6 separate regions of the Mus musculus genome follow, and all the other regions are linked to region 1. A link is a contact called in public HiChIP or PLAC-seq and promoter capture Hi-C data. All regions are on one chromosome and are shown on one strand. Each heading gives the region's core, a stretch centred on a gene start, on an enhancer-like site or on the middle of the called end of the contact. The rest is flanking DNA. Distances are from core to core; before and after follow the strand shown.

Evidence for each region. Promoter capture Hi-C pulls out the DNA fragments that hold promoters and counts their contacts. HiChIP or PLAC-seq counts read pairs in DNA pulled down with a chosen protein or histone mark. Capture Hi-C pulls out chosen DNA fragments and counts their contacts.
Region 2: a contact with region 1 is called in an HNF4G HiChIP or PLAC-seq map of pancreatic cancer cells. The contact joins the promoter of Srpk2 here to the promoter of Nupl2 in region 1. A contact is called at or near these places in 2 of 39 promoter capture datasets (both in liver) and 1 of 115 datasets of contacts at active chromatin or transcription factors (pancreatic cancer cells).
Region 3: a promoter capture Hi-C map of the SN4741 cell line shows a contact between it and region 1, with 7 times the contacts expected there. The contact joins the promoter of Gbx1 here to the promoter of Nupl2 in region 1. A contact is called at or near these places in 2 of 39 promoter capture datasets (the SN4741 cell line and pre-B cells), 2 of 115 datasets of contacts at active chromatin or transcription factors (embryonic stem cells and large pre-B cells) and 1 of 9 other capture datasets (adipose tissue).
Region 4: a promoter capture Hi-C map of embryonic stem cells shows a contact between it and region 1, with 2.3 times the contacts expected there. The contact joins the enhancer-like site here to the promoter of Nupl2 in region 1. A contact is called at or near these places in 5 of 39 promoter capture datasets (the C10 cell line, the HPC-7 cell line, embryonic stem cells and 2 more), 2 of 484 Hi-C or Micro-C datasets (embryonic stem cells and stem cell-derived neurons) and 2 of 115 datasets of contacts at active chromatin or transcription factors (the NIH/3T3 cell line and bone marrow-derived macrophages).
Region 5: a contact with region 1 is called in a promoter capture Hi-C map of liver, with 1.9 times the contacts expected there. The contact joins the promoter of Agap3 here to the promoter of Nupl2 in region 1. A contact is called at or near these places in 6 of 39 promoter capture datasets (the C10 cell line, the HPC-7 cell line, the SN4741 cell line and 3 more), 1 of 15 datasets of contacts at CTCF or cohesin (CD8 T cells), 6 of 484 Hi-C or Micro-C datasets (CD8 T cells, the HL-1 cell line, embryonic stem cells and 3 more), 4 of 115 datasets of contacts at active chromatin or transcription factors (the NIH/3T3 cell line, embryonic stem cells and pancreatic cancer cells) and 2 of 9 other capture datasets (adipose tissue and liver).
Region 6: a promoter capture Hi-C map of the HPC-7 cell line shows a contact between it and region 1, with 4 times the contacts expected there. The contact joins the enhancer-like site here to the promoter of Nupl2 in region 1. A contact is called at or near these places in 19 of 39 promoter capture datasets (the 3T3-L1 cell line, the C10 cell line, the HPC-7 cell line and 13 more), 1 of 15 datasets of contacts at CTCF or cohesin (pro-B cells), 4 of 484 Hi-C or Micro-C datasets (the HL-1 cell line, female germline stem cells, fetal liver and 1 more), 8 of 115 datasets of contacts at active chromatin or transcription factors (the 230-238 cell line, effector CD8 T cells, embryonic forebrain and 3 more) and 3 of 9 other capture datasets (adipose tissue, liver and pancreatic islet).

The regions. Positions count from the first base shown.
Region 1 is chr5:24,163,461-24,166,333 of GRCm38.p6, reverse strand. It overlaps Nupl2 (nucleoporin like 2), which reads right to left and starts at 1,371. Exons shown (of 7, transcript NM_153092.4): 1 at 1,131-1,371. The coding sequence starts at 1,257.
Region 2 is chr5:23,674,524-23,677,396 of GRCm38.p6, reverse strand. Srpk2 (serine/arginine-rich protein specific kinase 2) reads left to right here and starts at 1,430. Exons shown (of 16, transcript NM_001359173.1): 1 at 1,430-1,539; 2 at 1,623-1,677. The coding sequence starts at 1,524.
Region 3 is chr5:24,525,417-24,528,289 of GRCm38.p6, reverse strand. It overlaps Gbx1 (gastrulation brain homeobox 1), which reads left to right and starts at 1,442. Exons shown (of 2, transcript NM_015739.2): 1 at 1,442-2,179. The coding sequence starts at 1,474.
Region 4 is chr5:24,491,222-24,494,094 of GRCm38.p6, reverse strand. It overlaps Agap3 (ArfGAP with GTPase domain, ankyrin repeat and PH domain 3), which reads right to left. Exons shown (of 18, transcript NM_139153.2): 11 at 969-1,137. Among named protein-coding and RNA genes, the nearest start is that of Gbx1, 34 kb to the left of the region's middle. Within about 2 kb of position 1,399, at least 11 of the 459 cell types and tissues checked have an H3K27ac peak or open chromatin away from gene starts, as enhancers often do.
Region 5 is chr5:24,450,673-24,453,545 of GRCm38.p6, reverse strand. Agap3 (ArfGAP with GTPase domain, ankyrin repeat and PH domain 3) reads right to left here and starts at 1,369. Exons shown (of 18, transcript NM_139153.2): 1 at 1,012-1,369. The coding sequence starts at 1,339.
Region 6 is chr5:23,893,044-23,895,916 of GRCm38.p6, reverse strand. No RefSeq gene overlaps it. Among named protein-coding and RNA genes, the nearest start is that of Gm42228, 41 kb to the right of the region's middle. Within about 2 kb of position 1,481, at least 114 of the 459 cell types and tissues checked have an H3K27ac peak or open chromatin away from gene starts, as enhancers often do. A contact at or near this core is called in the 230-238 cell line, the HPC-7 cell line, adipose tissue and 7 more, where this site is marked.

The DNA.
Region 1 (2,873 bases), core at 122-2,621:
GTGGTATCTAATTGAGTGCCAGACAAAGTGACAAATCAGAGAAAAATTTGACAGAATAGGATATGCCCAGCTCTCACAGGAGGAGGAACAGGAAGCTACGTAAGATGGAGCAGAGCAGAGGGAAAGAGAGAGGTATTTAAGGCCCAAATGTGGGCCTTAAAATTACAAAGCATTCTTTTTCTTTCTTTTCATTCTAAAGTTTTATTTGTATTTTTCCCCTAATTATCTATCTACTGAACATTTACTTGCAAATTACTACATTTAAAGTAGGTTTCCAGAGACCAAATGGCAAACATTCCTCTCAGCAGTCCCTGGGAGTATACCAGTATCTATCGGAACCTGACTCCTAATTTGGAGTCTTTCACTAGAAGCATTGTAGATGATACAATCTGTCTCCTCCACGAAAAGACTGGAAATATGAAACCAGCATGAACACAGGGGCTGGAGGAGCCTTAAAGAGAAGGGGAAAGAGAAGCACCCACTGACAACGTCACGAACTAGGTTCCACTGGGCAGTGGTAGCACATGACTTTAATTTCAGCACTCAGGAGGCAGAGGCAGGTGGATCTCTGTGAGTTCAAGGCCAGCCTGGTCTACAAAGAGTTTTTCAGGACAGCTAGGGCTGTTACACAGAGAAAGCCGATCTCTGAAAACCTAAAAACCAAAACAAACAAAAAACTAGGTTCCAAAATTAAGAGAACAAAACGTATTTATCTGACTTCTAAAACCTTGTTTTGTGCTGGTTTAATGTCTAACCCCTGAATACCCTTTCCACAAAACTTGTAAGGTTCTTGACCCAGTGTCGGAAGCTACTAACTAAAGCCCAGATTTTAAGAGCTTGTGATCACGGACAAGGAAGGGGAAAGAGTAGAGAAAGGGGTCTGAATGAACCCACGTGAATTCTCCCTACCACTGCCATTCACCAAAAAGGAGGTTTTGATGAAGATATCTCTAATTTAAAAACGCAGTGTTTGACAGGAGCACCCAAGTCCAAACGCCTGTCCACGTGTGACGATCAGAAACGACTTGTCAAACTACTGGGGGTGAGACGTCGCATGCCAGGGCAGGGGCCCGGGGTGGAGGTGTGCGTCCGCAGCAAGTGGCCCTGGCTCAAGGCTCCCAGACCGTCACCTGAGGGTGGCTGCTGCTGCGGTGGCGGCTGCCGAGCCCCGCCCGCACCCCGGGCGCCGGGATGCTCGTTCCAGCAGCGGTCTCCGAAGCGGCACCGGCCTTGAAGGAAAAACTGGCATATGGTCATGGTAGCGCCGTCCCAGCTCGACCCTGCTCGCGGTCGCCGGCGAGGGCCCAGGCTCCAGCAACCGAGGCCCGGCTAGTGTGACGTCATCGCCCCGCGCCCAGAGGCTCTGTGACCAGTGTGCCGTGAGCCGCGTGGGCTTTAGCCAATGGGATTTAAGAAGAGCAGAGCTGTCAGCGCTCGGGTATGCTGAAATGGGACGCGGTCGTTGGATCCCTGACCCGGACCCGGACCCGGACCTGAACCCGGACCCGAATCTAGAGAATACCAGATATAGCAGACAACCAGCAACCCTCTAGTTGGCTGTATACAGTCTGCGAGACTCATTCGTTCTTTACATTTACTTGGGGGGGGGGGAGGTAAAAATGGGCTTAACAACGAAAAAAAATCTGTTTATCAAGAGAGATTATTTACAGAAAGCCAGCTGTAACCAGGAAACAGGACTCAATGCAGGCGAAAAGCATCTATTAGTTTCTTAGTCGGTAATGTCTTAAAATTTCACGTAAATGTTGCCTTTTGAAATTTCATCAGGAAAAATGACAAAGAGTAAAACCGACACAGAAGCAGCCCGATTTTCCTCAGGAGCAGTTTCAGATAAAGGTTTTCTGAAAGTATCCAATTTACTGTTTTTTGTTTGTTTTGTTTGTTTTGTTGAGATACGGTCTTACTAGCTGGCCTCGAACCCACAGAAATCCACCTACCTTAGTGCTAAGATCAAAACCGTACACCCACTACGTTTCATTTATTATCTTTACAGTTCTCATGCAGGACCCTGTATCAGTATAAAACAAGTACATTATATAACAATGAAATGAAATTGCTCTTGGAAATTAAAATTGGAGAATGGGGATAAACTAAGAGTTGAAGGCAGCTTAGAGACTCCTCAGACTCAAAGTATACCTTGAGTCTCATTTTATATTTTGGTTATGCTAGAGGATGGAGAGATCAAAAGCAAAACTCTAACTAGTAATCCTAACACTTGTGATGGTAAATACTGTCAACTTGATTACTTTTAGAATCACCATAGACACAAATCTCTGGACTTGGAGGGTCAGACTTAGATCCCCATAGATACACACCTTTGAGCATGTCTGTGAAGATGCTTTCACAAAGGTTGAACTGGAAAGATGTACCCTTAATGAGGACTGCATTCTCAAAGGAGTGGGCACACACTGAATAAAAAGGCAAATTCAAGTTGAACATCCATTGCTGTTGCTAGACTGCAAATACAATGTGCCCAGCTGTCTCATGCTCCTGTTGAAATCCCGTCCAAGCTGTGCTAGACTGTACCTTAATCTGTGAGCCAGAATCAACACATGCTTCTGAGGTTGCTTTTACCAGGGTTTGTCATAGTAATAGGAAACACAATCTAGATAGCTCTATATGTAGGTGTAATCTAGCATGGTCTCAGTCATCCTCCTGCCTCAGCTTACCAAAGTGAGAACTGCCACTATTTTGAATCTTCACACCCGCCCACAACAAATTGAGTTATGTTTAAAAGGAGTAAAACTGGTAATATCAGAGTGAAACCTTAAAAATCTTTGGAGGAAAAATTAAGGGGTTCAAAAGGATCAATCAGGATTTAATGCTGCAACCCACAAAATGCTCTTTCATAATAC
Region 2 (2,873 bases), core at 181-2,680, 490 kb after region 1:
GGGCACTAACAGTAACGGATGACCTTGGGTTGGAAAAAAAATGTCGCCAAACATATTTTATTGGATTTTCTTAGAGTGATAACGTTCTGATTATGTAGAAAAAAAAAATCTTTGCTTTTAGTAGATATGTATTGAAATCTTTTGGGGTGGAGGGTAACAGTCTGCAAACTACTGAATGACTCAGCAAAATACACCATATGCATACACACACACACACACACACACACACACACACACAGAGCAACTGTGGAGAAACGTTTAAAAAAAACCTAGTGAATGTGGGTTAATAGTGCCGATTACTGCATTTTTCTTGTATGTTTCAGATTTTTTGAAAAAAAAAATGGAGAAAGTAAAATCTTTTCAAACTTGGAGCGGCCTTTCCTGTTTGTTGGGACATCTTTAGAGTAAGACTCAGTGATACAGTTGTAACTCAACGATACAATTGTAACCAATGAAGGACTGAGTGTTCAGGACCAGTATCTTTAAGATACTGTAATTGTTCAAAGAGACAAGAGAACACTGAAGTGGTAACTACGTGTCAGTCAGCGTGATTTGCATCTTAGATAGCCTTGGAAGGTAGAAAGAGAAACCAGGTAGCCTGGGAAGGCAGAAAGAGAAACCAGCCAGGCCTGAATAGAAATACAGGCTGGTAGAACTGTTTGACCTATTTAGGGTTTAGTTTCCCCATTATAGGAGGAAGAAAAAAAAAATCACTTTTTGGCATGATTGCTGTTTTAGGCTCTTATCTCATGGTATTTAGAAAATTAGGCTTTCTGTGACAAACTTTCCATTTAAGCTGTGTGCATCTTTCCTTCGTTAAACTCACGCAGCCTAATGGAGTAGGAAAAGAGAGGAAAATCACTTCTCCAAGGTCACACAGACACTCAAGGACCCAGGTTCCTCAGCTCTTGGTCTTGTGCCCTTTCCACGCCCGCCGGAGAGGAGGAAGCGGCGCTCATAGGGATGCAAGGATGTAGAGATGCAAAGGGATAGAGGAGGCCGCCTGAGAGAGGTGGCGAGAGACCCGCCAAGGCGCTGGCCAAGGAAGAGCGCATGGAGAGGCGTGCGGCACGACCAGCCGGGGTGCGGAGCGGTGGCTGGGAGGAAGGGTCGGCGGCTGGGCCTAGTGCCCGGGAACGGGTGGCCTGCGGCGGCCGTAAAAGCAAGGAGGTGGAGGCCGTGGGCGCGGGAGGCCGTGGGCGAGGGGGCCGTGGGCGCGGGGAACCGTGAGCGCGCAACCGCCCTTCAGCACAGGTGGGCCGCCGAGCGAGTGATAAGGGCGCGGCCGGGGTCCGGACCCCCGTGCTCCAGAGCTGCGGAGGGGGGCGCGGAGGGGGCGGGGCTGCGGGGCGGGGCCGCGGGGGCGGGTCTCATTGGCCCCCGCGGGAGAGGCCGCGGCGGCGCAGGCGCGGTTCCCGCCTCCTCGGCCGGCGAGCGAGTGGAGGCTGCATCCCGGTGCGGCTGACTGTCGCGTCGCCGCCGCCTCCGCCGCGGAGCCCCCCGCCTGGCTGCCCCGAGTCGGAATGAGCTCCAGGAAAGGTGAGCGGCGCGAGCGGCCCCCGCCCCGCCTCGCGGCACGCAGGCGGCCAACCCGACCGTTAATGTGTCTTCTCTCTCCCCAGTGCTGGCCATTCAGGCCCGAAAGCGGAGGCCGAAAAGAGAGAAACATCCGAAAAAGTGAGTCCGCGCGGCGCTTGGTCCCGACCCCGCCCCGCCTCGCTGAATGTTGCTTGCGGCCGCGCAGGCAGAGCTTCCCGGTCCCCGGGCCGCGGGCGGTGGGTCTCCCGGGACGCGGCGCCGGCTCTACGTGCCCCGGCGGGGGAGGGGTGGGGGGAGGGGCGCGCGGCCGCGGGTTCCGGAGCCGCGACCTGGCCCGTCAGCCTGCGAGCCGCCCGGGCTCTGCACTCGACCCCGCGCCCCGTGCCCCGTGCCCCGCGTCCCCGATCCTCATCCCGCGCCCCGGATCGGCGTCCCTGATCCGTATCCTGAGCCCCTTATCCACATCCCTGATCCGCACCCCAGTGCCTGTACCGCACGGGTCGGATAGTGGGCACGGGAGGGAGGCGGCGGCGCGGCTGACACCTGGGCTGCGGGAGCCAGTGCGCTGCCGCCTCTGCCACCTCCCGGTCCCGCCTGGGCCAGCCAGCTGAAAACCCGAGCTGCTTGTCAAGTGGTTTGGCTCCGGGCGTTGTTCCTGGCGTGAGTTCAGCTCCGGGACCGGTGCGTTTCGGCGCTCGGGTTTTTCATTCGAAACTTTCTGCTCGGGTCGAGCGTTACTTGCGTGCTGCGGCTGCGCCCAGGTCGCTTGCTGCAGTGGGCTGTGGGTGTGTGCGCGGGCGGGTCCCGCGTGGTGCTCCGGACTGGATCCACCGACTATGATATTTCAAATGTGCCAGCGCCAGCCACCTCCAGCCTGGACCTGCAGCCCAGTTGGGCAGCTGCTGTCGGAGAAGCCTTTCCCCGAGAGCTGGGTTTTCCTAGGCGTCAGAGCGCCGCCGCGTGTTTCTCTTTCCTCTCTCTCTGGGTTTGCTGGACCAGCTATCAACATCTTTGCTCACATTGTTTGCTTCGCTGTTCCTTTTGCGCAAGAAATTTGTGTGGTGTCTTTGGTACTATAGAGAAAGACAGAATTCGCCTTTAATAAAATTACGAAATATTTGTCTATCTTTATTTTGCAAGGGGTGGGATAACCCTCTGCTCTCTTAGGTGGTGGTTATAATTTGTATTGGCCCAGCAGGGATTTCCCACACATTTGGTGACATCTAGGAAAACTGGCAGGATTGTCTTCATTCAAAATTGAATATAACTTGACTGTATGTATAGGATTTCCTAAGATGTGGATATATAAATATGAAAGAAATCTATTTTTAGGA
Region 3 (2,873 bases), core at 193-2,692, 360 kb before region 1:
TAATCCTGCCTTAGTGCTACCCTGCTGACATCACTGTGACAATAGCTCTGCTCATTAGCTAATAAAATACTTCTGCTTGGGACAAATGTCAGAGACCCAGCAGTCCCTTCAGCCCAGCTCTGTCCTCTTTGGGAGCTCAGTAGGTTTTCCTCTATATCTAAATAGGACCACTCGCACGCCTAAACTACATCCTGTTGAATTTGTCTGGCTTTGCTATTGCTCCTTTAGACTGTGAGGCTCTTCCTGACCGCACCTGAATAGTTCCCTAGTCCAAAGGCTGCACTTTTGCTGGACAGGCTTGCTCTCCATTTGCAACTTTGAGCCTCTCTTCTTGCTTGTCTTGTTCTCACTCTCTGACCTGAGGTGCTTATGCAGCCAAAAGCCAATGACTTTTGCCTCTAGAACGACAAGTCTGTTGCTGGGAATCAGAGGAGGGGGACAGTCAAGGCGGAATGGGGGAGGTGAGCAGAGTCATCTGCAATTAGCAGATAATTAGCGCTGCTGACCCTTGGGGCTCATCAGCGCTCCTAGGGCCAGCCCCCAGCAATCAGCCAGGGCAGGTCGAGAGTGTCAGGCCCGAGAATGAATAGGGCTCATCAGACGCGCTGGAGCCAGGGAGCCAATCAGGGAAATTAATGGGGAGAGAGAGAGAGAGAGAGAGAGAGAGAGAGAGAGAGAGAGAGAGAGAGAGAGAGAGAGAGAGAGAGAGAGAGAGAGCAGGGAATGAGAAAATAGACTGGGATAGAGAATCAAAAAGAGAGGAATAGGAATTTTAAAGGCGGCTAAAAGAGAGGAAAGTGAGAGGAAGAAAAAGAATGGAAAGGGTGGGAGAGAGGTGGATGGGGAAAGGTGAAGGAGGGGGAAGGGTAAGTACTTGGCCCTGTGTGGGCACCCAGGAATTCCCGCATAAGCGAGAAGTTGGAGATGGAGGAGAAATGAGGGAGAGGGAGCGAGAGCCAGAGCTTAGAGAACCGAGTCCCAGGCAGAGAGTGCGAAGGCACTGGGAAGACAGTAGGAAAGCGGTCGCCCACGAGTGGCCCCGGGCGCGCACGGGGCCCTGGGCGGAGAGCGCGCCCCCTGCTGCCCCGCGCCGCATCGGGGCTCCTAGGGATCGCCACTCGGTGCGCCCCGAGTCGCTCCTGGCGTCCTGCGCACCCCCGCCCCGCCCTGCCGCGCTCCTCTCGCCCTTCGAGCCGCGCCGAGCCCGGGCCGCGTGGGCTGAGCCGGGAGCACGTCCGGGCGCGGGGAGAGGACCTAGCCAGCTGCCGCCGCCGCCTCCTCGCCCGCCGCAAACTTTCACAAAGCCGCGGGTCCGGCCTCATCAATCTGCATTAATAATAGTTGGTTGGGCCGCGGGGGGCGGGCGGGGTCCCGGGCCGGCCGGGCCACTGAAAAGGCGCGGGGCGCGGGGCGCGGGAGCCGGGAGCGGCGGCGGGCGGAGGGAGCAAGTGAAGCGTAATTTGAGGAAGATGGATGAGTCCGGAGGGCGACACCCCCAACCCGCCCGCCCGCCCCCTCCCTCCTTATGAGCGAGAGAGCGCGGCGCCGGAGCCACACTGCGCCGAGCCCGCGCCCCGCCGCCACCTCGGCCCGCGCGCCCGCAGCGAGCCCTGCGTGTCCGCGCGGGGCGCACGGCGGGGCCCGGGCAGCGCCATGCAGAGAGCGGCAGGCGGCGGCGCCCCCGGGGGCAGCGGCGGGAGCAGCGGCGGCCCCGGCGCCGCCTTCTCCATCGACTCGCTCATCGGGCCGCCGCCGCCGCGCTCGGGCCACCTGCTCTACACCGGCTACCCCATGTTCATGCCCTACCGGCCGCTCGTGTTGCCGCAGGCGCTGGCCCCCGCGCCGCTGCCCGCCGGCCTGCCGCCGCTCGCCCCGCTCGCCTCGTTCGCCGGCCGCCTGAGCAATACCTTCTGCGCGGGGCTGGGCCAGGCGGTGCCCTCGATGGTGGCGCTGACCACTGCGCTGCCCAGCTTCGCAGAGCCCCCGGACGCCTACTACGGGCCCCCGGAGCTCGCCGCCGCCGCCGCCTCCACCGCCTCGCGAAGCAACCCGGAGCCCGCGGCCCGGCGCACTGACGGAGCGCTGGACGCTGAGGAGCTGCTGCCCGCGCGCGAGAAAGTGACTGAACCTCCGCCGCCCCCGCCTCCGCACTTCTCTGAGACTTTCCCGAGTCTACCGGGTAAGTGCTGGGACCGACACGGGTTTGACCGTCAGGAAGTCCCAGATCCGAGACCGGTCCAAAACTCCCGCCATCTGCTTGGAGCCCTGGAGTGCCGGACTCCAGATCGTACGCGGTGTTCAGTAGTGGACATCTCCAGGTCCCAAAGCCCTGCTCTTGCCCCGGAGCGCCTGAAGTCTCACCGGCAGTACGTTTCTCAAGGCATTATAGTCCACAAACCTCGCCCCATCTCTTTTTCAGAATCCCTTCGTTTTTTCTCCTCTCAAAGGTTGTATTCTTGAGGGCCTCAGCAGGACCCTAGGGTGACAGCATGTTAGGGTAACTGTCAGCTTAGTATGTGGGGACACGGTCTGAATCGACCCCTCAACACTCAACGATGGGAATGGGCTTTCTGGATGCAGGGCCTGGTGAGCCTGTGGCTTCCTTCACCTTAGCAGAGGTCGCTCTCAAAACTGGAGAACCAGGGAGGGTGCTGGACCAGGGCTGGCCAGGACTGGAAATGCTAAAGGCTGGCAGAACTGGGTGTGGCATAAAGACTTGGGAGTTGAGAATCCTGCTAAGATTCAGCTGAGCCATCATTTAAGAGCCCTGAGCTCTCCCCGGGAGGATGCCTTCTCCACAGAAACAGGGTGTAGTAAACGAACCCAATCAGACTCCATTCCCTTGAAGCCCTCTTGTCCTGACCTCAGTATCT
Region 4 (2,873 bases), core at 150-2,649, 330 kb before region 1:
ACTGACATTGTAGGGCAACCGGGAAACTGAGCCCTCAAGAAGGGCCCAGGAGCCCAGGGCAGGCTGAGGAGCAAAGACACTGACTGAGTGAAGGGAGGGAAAGAGAGCCAGGAGGATGAACAGCTCTAGGACCTGGGGGGCAGAGGCATCTTGTGCCTCCCATTTTTGGGAGATATCCCAGTTTTCCTCTCACTATCCATCTTTGAGGAAAGGTCTGCTTTTTTGGCCTTCCCTGAGAACACACTGTTACACACAAAGGTAAGAGTTGAGCAGGGGACCTGAAGACGGCTCAGTAATTAGATGTCAGATTCCCAACACCCACAGTAGGTAATTCACAACTGCCTGTAACTCCAGCCCTGGGAGGATCTGATGCTCTGGCCCCTACAAACACCTGTATGCATACTCTCACACTCATACACACTCATGCACAGACACACTCTCTCATACATGGAGAAATGCAGAAAGCTCATACACACACCACAGACATAATAAAAGAATATAGCCATAGACAAGTTGCCCAGACACAACTGTCAACCTACGGTTCCTGACTCTCCATTCTCCATGGTGTGCCCTCCTGAACCACTGGGTTTAGAGCCAGCACTTTCTGTACAGAGATCTTGCATGTACCACAGACCTGAGATGGTTTCCTGATGATGCCAGGTGACTCTGCCCCTCTCCTGTGGTGAGCTGAGTTGTTGGCCTACCTTAGCTAAAAATGCATGGAGGATCACTAGCTGTCCCCATGCCCTAGCCCCACCTGATAGGCAAGGCTACCTCAACAAACTGCTCTGATCTGCATCTTAGCCATGACTCCCGGTGGAGAGGATTCTCAAGTCGACTTTGGCTGGTGAGCACGTACGAAGCCCTGATGCCCAGGCTCAGAAGCAGCCTGTCCTGCTAGGCCCACGCACAGCCACTCCCCAAATCTCCAAAACTTCCCTCTCTCTCCACCACAGCTGCCACCTCACCTGTGGCCCCACCCAGCTGTGTGTTACTCCGCTCCATTGCCAACCCGTTGGCACGGGGACTGGTGCCTGGGGCTGTAGTGGGTGTGGCTCGGGGCAGACGCTTCCCTGGCACTTTCACCGTAGTCCGTAGGAGGTCGATCTCTTTGCCGTGGATGTTTTGCATGTAATCCTAAGGGTGCACAGATGACAAAAGATGCTTTAGATTGGTTCTCCTCAGCAACTTGTCTCCAGCACTGACTGCCCTCCACTGTCTAGGCCTTCTTCTTCTCTGCTAACTGGGGGACAAGTGCCAGGGAAGGCACTTAGTCCCAGAAAGCAGATCTCTGAAGCCAAACAAATCTCCAAGTTTGGATTATGCTCAAGTCTCCACGGTGCCCAGAGGGGTGGAGTTCAGCTAGGAAGACAAGAGGAAGAGCAAACAAAAGCTCTGGAACCAAACACTTAGGCTCAAAGCCATTAGAAGAGATGTCTTAGGTGGTAAAGAAAGGGTTTGTGGAGAGTACCCACGTGGCTGAGGAGTCCCAGGCTTCCAAGAAGCTCCTATCACAAGCTACCACCCACACCAGGGTACTGGGGAGCAATCAGCCCTTGGCACAGTCCCAGACAACAGTTTGTTGAATAGTTTCTGACCAGTCCTTGGTTCTCTTTGGTGGACTTGGAGTATATCATCAGTAGAATGTCATTTGCCCATCCCTGGGTTGTGTGTTAAGTACCATACATAGATCTACATTCATATGTCAGTACATTTCAAATCCCAACCAGCTGAGTGAGGAGTTTCCAGGCTCATCTCAAACTCATGGCAATCCTCCTGTCTCAGTCTTCAGAGTATTCTTCGCCATATGTTGGAGATGAAGAAACTGAGGCTTAGGAATGTTGATCTAACCAAGGCCACAGTGGAGCTGGGCCATGCCCAGGTTTGCAGACTCCCAAGGCTGTCCTTCCCAGGGGACATCCTCAGCCAGAAGCTTTGACTTGCCTACAAGTTATAGCCCCAAGTCTACAGAAGCCTCTGTCCTGGCAGCTCCTGGTTAAAGCTGAGCCCGCCTGGGAGCCTGGCTTCCTGTCCCTCCCTCCAGATCACTTTGACCTCCACATCCTCATCAAGCTCACTGATGGTTCCAGCCTCTCCATCTCTGTAATATTTGACAGAAAGTCCTGCTTTGGTCATTTAACTTTCTGAGAGAAGAATCTAGGATTGTATTAATCAGGTTTAAAGTCAGATCTTTCAGGAAAGCTCTTAAAAATCTTGCATAAGCCCTCTGCCTATACACAGAGCCCCGAGCGAGGCCTGAGCTTGTGGTCACCTTGGTCTTAAGGTGGGCACGACACTTTCCCAGGTAGACGACGTTTCAGAAGGCTCAGGCAAGCCCACTGGGCGTCTGCTCCTTTACAAGCTATGCCCAGGGAAGGGCTTCAATCCCTGCAACAGTGCTCCCAGCAACTTGACTTAGGACAGTACCTGCCTGCTGTCTATTCCTGTGACGGGGCCCGACTCAGACAGACATGCTCTGAGATTTTGTTCATCTCTTTAGATCCATAGAACGATCTCCTGAGAAATCAGAGAATCAGCTTTCTAATCCAGGAAGACCCTGACAGTTCTGGCTATGCATCCACTGAGCTCTAGCTGCAGCTCTGGGCCTCACCAGCACCAGAACGCACCAGACATCACATTCCAGGCCACAGTACCATAAACAGACCTAGAGCTTGGCTGTGCAGCGGAGCCCACAGGCCCTTTGCTGCCCACCCAACCCAAGGATTGCCTCACCTGACCCTTCTCTGCCTCGCCAGGCACTGTTGCTGGTCCTCTGGTCCTTATTTTTATGTCCAGAAGTAACTTTACCGTCTCAACCTTTCTCTCTTGGCTTATCTCATCTCACAGGTTCTCATCTCTGTCCTGCTCATCTT
Region 5 (2,873 bases), core at 120-2,619, 290 kb before region 1:
GTTGGAAAAAGAAGCAGATGGACCAAGGCGAGGCCCATCTGTCCAAGCTTGCTAGAAGGTCAACACTGCCACTGGGGTGCCTGTTGCTACTGCCAGCCAGCCTCCACTACACCAAAGGTTGTGGGGCTTCTTGCCAGCAGTGTGCCCCCCAATTAACGTGCCTTTCAGTTGCCAGGGTTCAGGCCCATGTGCCCACAGAAAGGAACATTAGTAGGAGCAGTGCATGGCCTGAGGTTTACAGTCCCCCTACATCCAGGCCCGACCTCCCTGGAGGTCAGTCAGCATCCTGACATCCACATGGATGCCTGGGGGTTAGAAGGGACTGGCAAGCGCAGAGGGTTCATCCAGAGTCTCCCACGCGGCCACAGCTCCCCAGTCCTGCACCCAGGCCAGGCCCGCGCCCGCCCGACCGCAGAAGCGTGGGGGTGGGTGTGCGTCGGGAGAGGGCGCCGCGGGGAGCGCCACCCTCCAAAGCCTGCAGGAGAGGCCCAGGAAGGCTGCCATCCACTAACCCAAAGCTCTCTCTGATCCTCCACCCCTACAGCCCGGCTGGGCCAGGGCAGCTGCTAAGATTACTCTCAGGCATTAGCCCCACCTTCACGACCCACCAAGGTCTTCCGTCGCACCCAGCGAGCCTGACCGTGCCTAGCCAGATGTGGCCCCAGGCCCTCCCGGTCTTTGGCGACTCAGCGCATCAGTCCTTGGAGCGACAACCATCTTCACATCCCAGGTCACGGAGGAAAAAAAACAAAAAACAAAAAACGTGTCCACTGACACTGGACCGAGCCCACCGCCCCTAAAAAAAAGTGTTCCTGTATGAGACATGGAAAAACCTGGACTAGGGTTCTGCAGTGGGGGTTAGCAAACCGTGAACCTCAGCTCCATAAGACCCCTGAGCGCCAGAAAGGGGCAGGGCCGAGGCCGTGAAGGACCCTCGCCCCCCACCCGCCACCGGCCAGCGCTGCAAAGGCCACCGCGTCTCAGCTCCCGCAGGCCCCCGGCTCCGCTCACCCTCGATGGAGATGACGTGCTCCCGGATCTGGTTCTGCAGCGCCAAATCCTCGATTCGCTCGATCAGGTCGTAGATGGCGTAGATGTTGGGGTGTACCGACTCGAAGCGTTGGATCTCGGCTCGGATAGCGGCCGAGTTGGAGAGCGCGAACTGCTGGGGGGGGCCGCCAGCCAGCTGCTGCGAGGGGCCGCCACCCCCGGCTCCGGGCCCCGCGCCGCCGAACTGCCCGCCGCCCCCCGCGCCGCCGCCGCCGCCGCCGCCGGTCCCCGGAGCCGCCAGGCTCTGCTGCTGCTGAGGACTCTGGCCCCCGCCTGCCTGGAAGTTCATGGCTCCGGAGGCGCGGGCCCCGAAGCGGGCCCAGCCAGGGCCTGGGGCGGCGCGGCGGCGGCGGCGGCGGCAGCGACCAGGCGCGCGGGGCTGGCGGAACCCTAACTACTAAGCGCGCGGCGCCGGTCTAGCGCATGAGGCCCGGAGCCGAGGCCAGAAGGCGCGGCCGCGCACGCTGGGGCCGCCGCCCGGCGTTTACCCGCGCTGAGATCCCGCCGCCTCGGAGCTGCCTCCAGCGGCAACAACAACGGGACCGGGAGCGCGCGGCCCGGGCCCTCCCCCCGCGTCATGCGCACGCACCGCCGCCCCCGCCGGCTCCGGCACACGCAGCCTAGCCCCCTCCCAGCCGCCCCCGCCCCTCCAGCGTCGCCCTGCGCCCCCGCCCCTCCTCTCTCGCAAGCGCCTTAGCCTCCACCCCCAAGAACCGCGTGCTGGCCGCGACGCGCGGCCCCACCCACCCGCGTAGGCCCTTCCGCCCGCTAACCCGCCCCAAAGCTAGACAGAAGCCTCGAGGGCCTCCCGCCTGGGGACACGATCACGCTGTCCCCACGTCCGGCCAGCTGTCATTGCTACCTCTCTACGTCGCTCTAGGCCCGTGTGGAATCCTTGGGCTACTCAGAACTGTTCTCTGTGCCTGAGGGTGCTGATAAGTGGGACTGATTGGCGGAGAAGCTCGCCCAGGGGCGCCACCCTCTTTCTTTTAGTGCTGCAGCAGCTCCTCTGTCTCCAGGCCTCGAGGTCAGCCCTAGGGATCTTGCCAGGGTTCTCTTCCCTGGCTCTCTGCCCCCGACCCCGGCCCCCGGGCCCCCAGTCTCCACTGTCGACTGCACCTGAGAGACTGGGACGGGCTCCCCGTTCCTATGTCCAGTTCTCTCTGAGAGTTTCACTCAAGAGACCCTGCAAGCTTGAAACAACAGCGTCCCAATTCTTATCTCCCAGTGACAGCCCTCTCCCAAAAGACCCTCCCTGCCATACTGAAAAGGGCCCATTGGTTCATTACAGAAACTCAGCAGAACCCACATGGGTCTCATAATTTTTCTTGACAGACCTTGTCTTTTCTTGATAGACCCTGTCTATCCTATGCCTTCCTAGGGCCAGAGATCACCCTTCAGTGTCCCAGTTCTTCTGTATTCCCATTATCAAAGTTGTCTTCAGCTGTGTTAACCCACATCCCCAACACAGATCCTCAAACCTGGAGGTGGCATGTGCAAGGGAATGACCCTGTGGAATAAATCTGCTAGAGGATGCCAGGTATCATGATGTACACGTTAGCCCAGCACAGGGGCCATACAGTAGGAGGATTAGTTCAAGGACAGCCTGAGCTTAATAGGGAGTTCAAAGCCAACCTGGGCTATATATGACCTTTTTTTAAAAAACAAACAAACAAAAAACCCAAAACCAGCTGAATCTGAGTACATGACTAAAGTCCTGGCGTTAGGAAGGCAGAATCTAGATCACCAACTCTGTCTCAAAAATGAAAAGCAACACTAGGCAGTGGTGAGGTGCACACCTTTAATCCCAGCAGAGGCAGGGG
Region 6 (2,873 bases), core at 232-2,731, 270 kb after region 1:
CACATACTCTGGAGATCAGTTACAGCCTTCACTCCAACCCTTTCACAACTTGTCTTCGGGCTTCTCAGGGCTCTTTGGGCCTCAGAAGCTATCTTGCACTGGGAAGTGACTTTAACCTCACAAGAAGTAATGAATTTTCCTTTTCTCCCTAGAAGAAAAGGTGAAAATTTCCCAAGTTCCACTTGTCTAGTTTACATGACAAATCTCTCCAACCACAAACTCACAATAAAAGAAAGTGAATATGGGCAGGTTCCCAAACGGTGTCCAAGAACTAACATTATTGCAGAGGAGAAACAAGCATTGTAGGTTTGAAGGGAAATGTTCTTATCAAGAAACGACCTCTGAGGGAGTAAAAAAAAGCACCAGGTTGCCTCCAACCTATTCCCCACATTAAAAATGCAAAGGTGGTGCTTGAGAGATGGCACACACACACACACAAATAACAATAATAATATTATAATAATATAGGTAAAATGCAAATGTACACACAAAGCAAATAGGGAAAATATTAGAAACGTGCTGTATAAAAATATACGGAGAGAAGGACTACATTTGGTGGATGTGCAGTCAGGTGTGGGGGAAGAGGACTCCTCTGCGGGCCCATGCTGAGGCATCCCTTCCCACTGAGGGACTAGCCACACAATGACAACAGTATAATGTAGGGTAGAGTTTATTCGGGGCATGGGGAGGGGAGTTGAGTTGAGAGGGTAGTAGAAACAGAGAGAGAAAGATTGAGATTGAGAACTGTTGGGTGGAGCCTAGACAAAATGCTAACAAGACATAGTTAAATCTAAATCTAGATACTGGATGTATGGACAGTCCCTGAAGCAGTAGCTAAAGATCTACACAGCAGTTGGAAATGCTGTGGCTGCACATAGGACACTAGCTTAGATTTGAAGGACACGTTCAATAGTCAGTCTGGGCATGGTGGCATATGCGTATCTGTAATCTAGCACACTGTGAATCTGAATCTATCCTGGGTTACAAGGTGAGATCCTGACCCAGAAAGAGAGAAGAAGGGAGCGAGAAAGAGAAGAGAGAGAAAGGGCGACAGAAAGGTTGGTTGGTTGGTTGGTTGGTTGGTTGGTTGGTTGGTTGGTTGGTTGGTTTGGCAGCATAGGGATGCCAGCAGGTTCTACCCATTTGTGTGGGTATCCTCAGCAGACTGGCTTTTGACAGTCATGATTCCATGGCAGCTGCTGGAGCTAGAGGCATTGGCCACAGTCCAGGATAGGATGTGATAGGGTAGCATGAAGAAAATGTTCCTCTTGCAGTTGAAAGCAGACTCTTGCCCAGAAACCCAGTCTGTGGTGTCCCCAGAGGCTAGAACAATGGATAGCCAGCCTCAGGCCCAGGGCAGTGTGAAATTAGACTCACCTAGGTAGACTGAGTCCATTGTGATTCCATACCTCTGGCATGACTGCATTGCCATGGGCACATACTTGCCTCTATTACACAGAAAAGGGGGAAGTGATGGCGATTTGTCACTTCCTGAGCTGAATGGGCACCTCGCCCCTTTTCTTAGAAAGGAAATGGTGTTACTTCACTAGATAGTGAAGTGTATTAAACGAAACCAAAACCTAAACTCATTATGCACAGTGACCCTGTCGATGCCTGACTGCAGATAACAGGGGCTCAAAAGGAGACTTGGGTTTTCTGACTGTGTGTGGTCTCTTGAACGTAATCAAATAGAAACTCACCCTCCACAGAAACTACCTTTGTATCGCTTCAGTTGGAAATCCCTTTCTGAATACAGTGAACTTTTAAAATCTGTTCTCACTGTGGTAGACTCGTCGAACAGAATGGAGTCTGTTCCTTCAGAATGGAAACTATTCTTGGTCTCATCGTTAGCCACAGTTGGTCAAGGGTCCTCTAAGTGCAAGGCACTGTATTAGGCAGGAGTGTGTTCCTTCATTTATGCACGAAGAATGTTTCTGGCTACTCCACAAAGCCCTAAACTAAATCAGAGTAATTTCTTTAACAAAGAAAGAAAGAAACAAAATTTTCACTCACCATTCTAATCTCCCTCTCCATCTCAAGTAAGCTTACAACGGGAAACTCATGATACTTGGACTCTTTTTAAATCATTTATTTATTTGAGTCTGTGTGTGCATGTGCATGTGTGCTTGTATGAGCGTGTGTCTGTGTGAGTTCTAGTGCACCATGTGAATGTGTGGGAGCCCTTGGAGGGTGAAGAAGAGTGAGGAAGAGGGTGTTGGATCCTCTGCAACTGCAGTTGCTGGCATTTATGAGCTCCCATGTGGTGCTCTGCAAAAGCTGCAAGTACTCGTCACTGTGAGGCAGCTCTCCAGCCCCTTCTCGGCTCTACTGACCATAACAAGCCACAACTAGATCTTTTCTAGATCTGCTCAATGTCCCCTTACCTTAACTCTTTTTGTTAAAAGGTGCAATATGTTCATTGTGCAGGTGCAGGAATGAGTTATCAGATCAGTAATAAGCACATAACCATCAGGGGAGGAGACATGGCTGTGGGCCTTGGGAAGGTGCAGTGGAGACAGTCCTGTGGAGCAGGCAGATGGCCTTTGTCTCCCAGCTTTTGCCTGATGGCCTAGTATGCAGGGTTCACCTGAGGTCTGTCTTGGTCTGTAGCTGAGCACTGTCGTGCAGTGCTGTGCTGTTCTCTGGAAGAACAAATAAAACCAGCTGACAGGACTCCAGGCTGCTCCTGCCCTCGGCCATTTGCTGTCTGAATTGTGAGTAAGAAACCCAATGAGGGGCTGGTGAGATGGCTCAGTGGGTAAGAGCACCCGACTGCTCTTCTGAAGGTCCGAAGTTCAAATCCCAGCAACCACATGGTGGCTCACAACCACCCATAATGAGATCTGGTGCGTCTGAAGACAGCTATAGTGTAC